Regions from separate parts of the Mus musculus genome. Here region 2 is linked to region 1. A link is a contact called in public promoter capture Hi-C data. All regions are on one chromosome and are shown on one strand. Each heading gives the region's core, a stretch centred on a gene start, on an enhancer-like site or on the middle of the called end of the contact. The rest is flanking DNA. Distances are from core to core; before and after follow the strand shown. Region 1 holds the start of Med4 (mediator complex subunit 4). Region 2 holds the start of Zc3h13 (zinc finger CCCH type containing 13).

Evidence for each region. Promoter capture Hi-C pulls out the DNA fragments that hold promoters and counts their contacts.
Region 2: a contact with region 1 is called in a promoter capture Hi-C map of liver, with 2.9 times the contacts expected there. The contact joins the promoter of Zc3h13 here to the promoter of Med4 in region 1. A contact is called at or near these places in 2 of 39 promoter capture datasets (hippocampal neurons and liver) and 1 of 484 Hi-C or Micro-C datasets (B cells).

What each region holds. Positions count from the first base shown.
Region 1 is chr14:73,508,762-73,511,461 of GRCm38.p6, reverse strand. Med4 (mediator complex subunit 4) reads right to left here and starts at 1,413. Exons shown (of 7, transcript NM_026119.3): 1 at 1,277-1,413; 2 at 241-307. The coding sequence starts at 1,401.
Region 2 is chr14:75,283,077-75,285,776 of GRCm38.p6, reverse strand. Zc3h13 (zinc finger CCCH type containing 13) reads right to left here and starts at 1,411. Exons shown (of 19, transcript NM_001359875.1): 1 at 1,112-1,411. Cpb2 (carboxypeptidase B2 (plasma)) reads right to left here. Exons shown (of 11, transcript NM_019775.3): 11 at 2,222-2,546. The coding sequence ends at 2,362.

The DNA.
Region 1 (2,700 bases), core at 164-2,663:
AGCATCCCTACTCTCACACAAAATAAATATGAACTTTCAAACATTAACTTATCTCTCTTATTTTTTTTTCAAGAAAGGGTTTATCTGTGCTGGCTGCCCTAGAACTCCCTCTGTAGACCTGGAAGTCAGAGATCCACCTGCCACTCCCCCACAAGTGGTGGGATTGAAGGTGCGAGCCACCACTGCCCGGCATTAATAACTTTTTAATAAAAAACAAACAAACAACAACAAAAAGTTTACCTGGTTTTCCTCTTCCAGCTGTAATAGCTTCTGATTTCTTGAAATTGCAAGCATTTCTATGAGTTCCCTAAAAGAAAAACACCCATCACGGTATGGTGATACTTGCCTGTAAACTCAGTGTTTGGGAGGACTCAGACCAGCCTCAGATATCTAGTGAAACCTTTTCATAACACAGTAGAAACACAAAAGAAACTGTTTAAATTGCTCCCTGCCCCAACCGATTGTTGGGTTTATGGTCCTCCTAACATGCTGGACTCTCATGGTGACTACAAACACTTCAGCATTCGCTGGCTAACTGCACGTGATAAAGACTCAGCTGTGATTTACAAGAAAACCTCCTGACTCAACTATGTAGGTCTGTAGGCCAATAGTGCTGCCATTTGTGTAAATTATGTTTTCTTGTAAGACGGTGGCCATGGCTGCCTTCCCTTGATAAGACTTCAACTGATAGATTTAAGACTATCACGACGATGTGGAGTGTGACATCCAATTTACTCTATCTCGGCCACACACCAGCCAACCCCACTGTGCCCTGCCTGATGTTTCCAGGCTTTTTCAGATGATGGGCTATCTATCAGACGCCTAACAAATCTGATTTGACTAGCAGCCCATTTCTTGGGGACGTGTGCCCTGCTACCACCAGAATAGGAATCCCATCGGTGGACTGCAGGAGGCTGCGGCTCAACCCTTAGAAATCTGGTCCATAGCGTTTTAACACATTTGTCTCTCCTGTCACCCTGGGCTCCTTCGTGTTGGCATCTAGCCTCCCCTTGACTACTGGGGGGAAGCGTGCTTTTAAATGTCTGTTGCGTGTCAATGACTGAGGGGGCTCGGATCTGCCCCTCTTACCGGCTACTAAAGTTTTGACTGCCTTGGTTTCCAGGTCATGTGACTGAGATGTCCCCTTGGCGGGGAAATGCGGCCCAAAGCCCCCGAAGGCCCTAGACCCCACGTCCAACGGAGCCTCCCAAGCCCGCCTACCCAAGTCAGCGCCCACAGCCGAGCCGGCCGGAGCAGGCTCCCGGGCCGCGGTTACCTCGACAAGACCTCCAGATCTTCCAGCGCAGACAGAAGCCGCTCTCGCGTACTGCCAAGGCCGGCCATTCCCGAAACGCCTCCCATCCGCTCCTTTTCCTTCTCACCACTTGAAGAAGCCGCCATCGCCCCGCTGACCACCAGCCGTCGCATGCGCAGTGTGAGCTAGCCACAGGAGGGGCGGAACCGGAAGAAGGAAAGAAGAGTAATAGAGGTCGGGACGGAGAGGTCCGGCTAGAGCGCCGCCTATGTGCCTGGAGGTGCACTACAGTTCTAGCGCCATCTACAGGGCAAAGGAGGGCTTGTGACTCGTTCCAATCTGACATGCTCCAACCGGACCCAGGATGAGAGATGCAGTTCCCAGTCTCCTGGGTTTTATTTCCTCAGCATCAGTGGAAGGCTTCTAACAAAAGATTTTTTTTTTAAACTGGGGAAATTACATAATTATTAACTTCTATTTTGTCTGTATTCCGATAAAATCCCAGCCATCAAGTTTGGTCTCTCGTGAAGTTGTAGTAAACTTAGAGCAGGAAGTAAAATCTTTTCTTCCCTCCCCATTCCGTTGTTTGGTAGCAAAATACATATAATTGGCCTATAGACCAGGCTGGTCTCGAACTCAAGAGATCTGCCTGCATCTCGAGTCCTGGGGTTAAAGGGGTGTACCACCATGCCCCGCTACTAAAATTCAGTATCTTAACCATTGTATGTGTAGGGTTCACTGCCACTAAATTGCTGTTAAGCAAGGCAGTTGTGAGGCATGCCTTTAATCCCAACACTCAAGGAAGCAGAGGCAGGCAGATCTCCTGAGTTAGAGACTAGCCTGGTCACAGAGTGACTTCCAGGACAGCCAGGGTTACACAGAGAAACCTCGTCTCAAAACAAAACAAACAAACAAAAAATTGCGGCTAAATAACATCCCCAAAACTCTTCAACTTGTAAAATGTAAAAAAGGTGTGCTCATGAAGGTCTGACTTCCCGTTCCTGAAAACCACACTGTACTTTCTGTTTGTCTGGCTATTCTATGCATTTTGAATGAGTAGAATCACATGTTCTAGTTTGGGGCTTGGGGGTTTGCTTGTTATTATTTTTTGGTTTTGGGGGATTTGGGCTTTGTTTGGTTGGCTTGCTTTCTTTCTTTCTTTCTTTCTTTCTTTCTTTCTTTCTTTCCTTCTTTTCAGACCGAATCTTGTTGTGTAAACTAGTCCTAAACTAAGAAGGAACTCACTTTCTCATTACAGCCTACTGAATGCTGAGCCCCTATAGCAGGCTGATTCATTTAGCATAATGCTATCATGGTTCATGTACATTGGAATAGGTGCCAGAATACCCCTCCCTTGAAGTCTGAATAATACTTCCTGTATGTGCTAACCGTACCCCCTATCAGATGGCATTTAGCTGGGTTACCTTCTTGGTTTTCGGAACTCA
Region 2 (2,700 bases), core at 162-2,661, 1.8 Mb before region 1:
TATTAGAAGTATAGAGATGATTGAAGGCATATAAAACATCGTTTTCCAGAAGGGATTTGAGTTTCTGCACATTTAGGTATCTGAGTCACCCCCTATGTGTTGGTATCAACTACATCCTACCAGATGCTCACACTGAAACTCAAGTTTCAGGGCACAACCGTTTGCACAGAAATTGTGACATTCCTACATCAGCTTGCTAAGTCTCCAGATGAAACTGTCATCTGATATAATCTAACTAAGAAGTTGGAGGTTATTTAAAAATTTATACGTCTGTGTTGCGAAATATTGTTGTTTGGATTCTAAAGCTAGTAATGTTAAGTACTACATAGCAAAACTAAGCATATAGGCAGAGCCGCATAGTGATCTGGACTAACTAAATAAACATATCACAGACTTTTAAACCCTTAAATGCCAAACTTAAAGGTCCAACCTTTTCAAATTATTTTTTTTTGAAATTCACAAACCAGGAGAGACTGTGCACGCCCATAACTGAAAGAGTTCAAATTATCTGAAGACTCCTAATAAAACGAATTAACTTAAGATACTGCCTCTCACAAGCAAGATCCTACCAATATCATCCAAGTATTTTCTTCAACTCTGAATACTTTTCCAGCCACATAAATGTCAACCTGCTTAGCAAGTGATACTGCCAGATATATCTTCTCCTTTCGTTCCAGCTTCCCGTTGCCTGGGAGTATAAAGATAAAACAGTACTCCTACACTCCCAATAGTATTTACTGCAGCCGGGAAATAAGCAAGACCAGGAACAATCAAAAGGACTCTCCTTTCTTCAATAGATCTGGAATACGTGAAGAAGGCAACTCTAAATCCAAGAAACACAACTGCTGCATCCTTTCACCACACACAAATGCGACCACCACACCACGGTATCCGAGTCCGCCTGCTTCCTGACACAGACTGCAGAATCACAACTGGAGCAACAGCCAGATCTAACACCAAGAGCCTCTGCAGAGTCAAGGGTGGGATGCTCAAACAGCGTTCAGAAACACAAGCAGCACAGAACAAGGCGAGCGAGGATGGAGGCCACAGCGCAGGACGCCCACACGAGCCGGGTCCAACGCCTCTTCCCATCCGCTCCCCGAACGCTTACCTCCTCTCCAAGCACCCTTGTAAGCGCAGTCTTCAGGACGTCCCTGACGCCTCAGCTCCGGCTGTCCCCGCGCCCGGCCCCGGGAGGACGACCAAGAGGACGTGCACGCGCGGCTCCCAGGGGCCGGCCCTCCTCAAGCGGGGCGGACGCCGGGAACAGGGAGCAGCGGAGCCGCCCGGATCTTCTCCCAGCTCTGGAGAGCTCCGGACACGAGACGAGAGACGCACAGAAGCCACTGCAGAGCAACGCTAAGACCACAACTCTGCCTGGCCGCTACACTGGCAGCATCTAAAAGCCGACGGAAGTCGCGAGTTTGCCCGACTCCTCCGCAGGCAAGGCAGCTTCCGGCCCCCAGATTAGTCGTCATCGAGTAAGCCCCGCCCCTCTCAGACCACGCCCCCTCGCGTCCGACGCGAGGGCAGTGCGGAGTGTGTTCCTGACGCCTGTTTACTAAGGTCTGGGGACACGGAGTCAGCGTGGGAGGACGGAGATTCTCAGTTGACTGAGATTCTGGTTTTCACCGTTTTCCATCGCATAAAGTGCTACTTTGTTTCGGCAGTAACCACCAGCCTGGTGCGTTTCGAAGCTGCAGATTTTGACAACCGCCCGTCCCCCGCCTGGGCCTGAAGCTGGAGCAGAAATGCACGGATTGCGTTTTCAAGAACAAGAGCAGAGACTGATTAAAATTTTAGGGTGCAAACCCTTGAGGTGCTACAGAGTGCCTTTGCTTTTCCTGCTTGGATCCAATGATCTCCGTAGATTTAGGGTAAAAGTTGCTTAGGAGGAGCTGGAGAGATGGCTCCAGCCGTTAAAAGCGGTTGCAGCTCTTTCAGAGACCAGGTTTGACTCCCATCCCCCACGTGACTGCTGACCACCTTCTGTAACCTTCAGTAACAGCGGTTCCCCATTTTCTTCTGGCCTCTGATGGGGGTCCAGCATAAACCTGGTGCTTAAACTCACACCCTCACGCCCCACCACACACACAGTACATCTTAAAACTGCTTAAGATAGCTGTTCATCATAAATCAAGGGACGGTGGGGTGGGACCAGTAGCTAACCTCTTAGAATAAAAATAATAAAAATAAAAATGTTAAAATACACAGGGGGCCATTTTCACTCTTAAGCTCAAAGTAGTGTGCTTTTTATTCTTCAACAAAACCAAGGAAACTGATTCAACTTAGAAGCTAATGCAACAGTTAAGTGTTGCTGAAATCAATAAAATAAAAATAATGAGAGCGGAGGTTAGGGCATTAAGTGTTCCTGATGACATGCCAAACTATTTTAGAGATGGCGGCCAAAGCTTCTGCACAAGTGGGTTTGATGTATCTCTCAGGCAGCAAGAATCCGTATCTGCCTGTATCTCGGAGCTCAATTGTAAACGAATATTTGATGCCCAAATCATAGATCCAATCGTCAGAACCTCCAGGAGCTAGATCTAAAAGAGACACAAAATATATTTATTTCATAGCAACAAACACTTTATTTCATTGTAGAAACGAAAATAGCTTCCTTCTGGATGTTACCTAAATTTCTTATCTGAAAGTTGTAGTCATCTAAAAGAAACCATGTTAAGAAAGAAAACACATGTT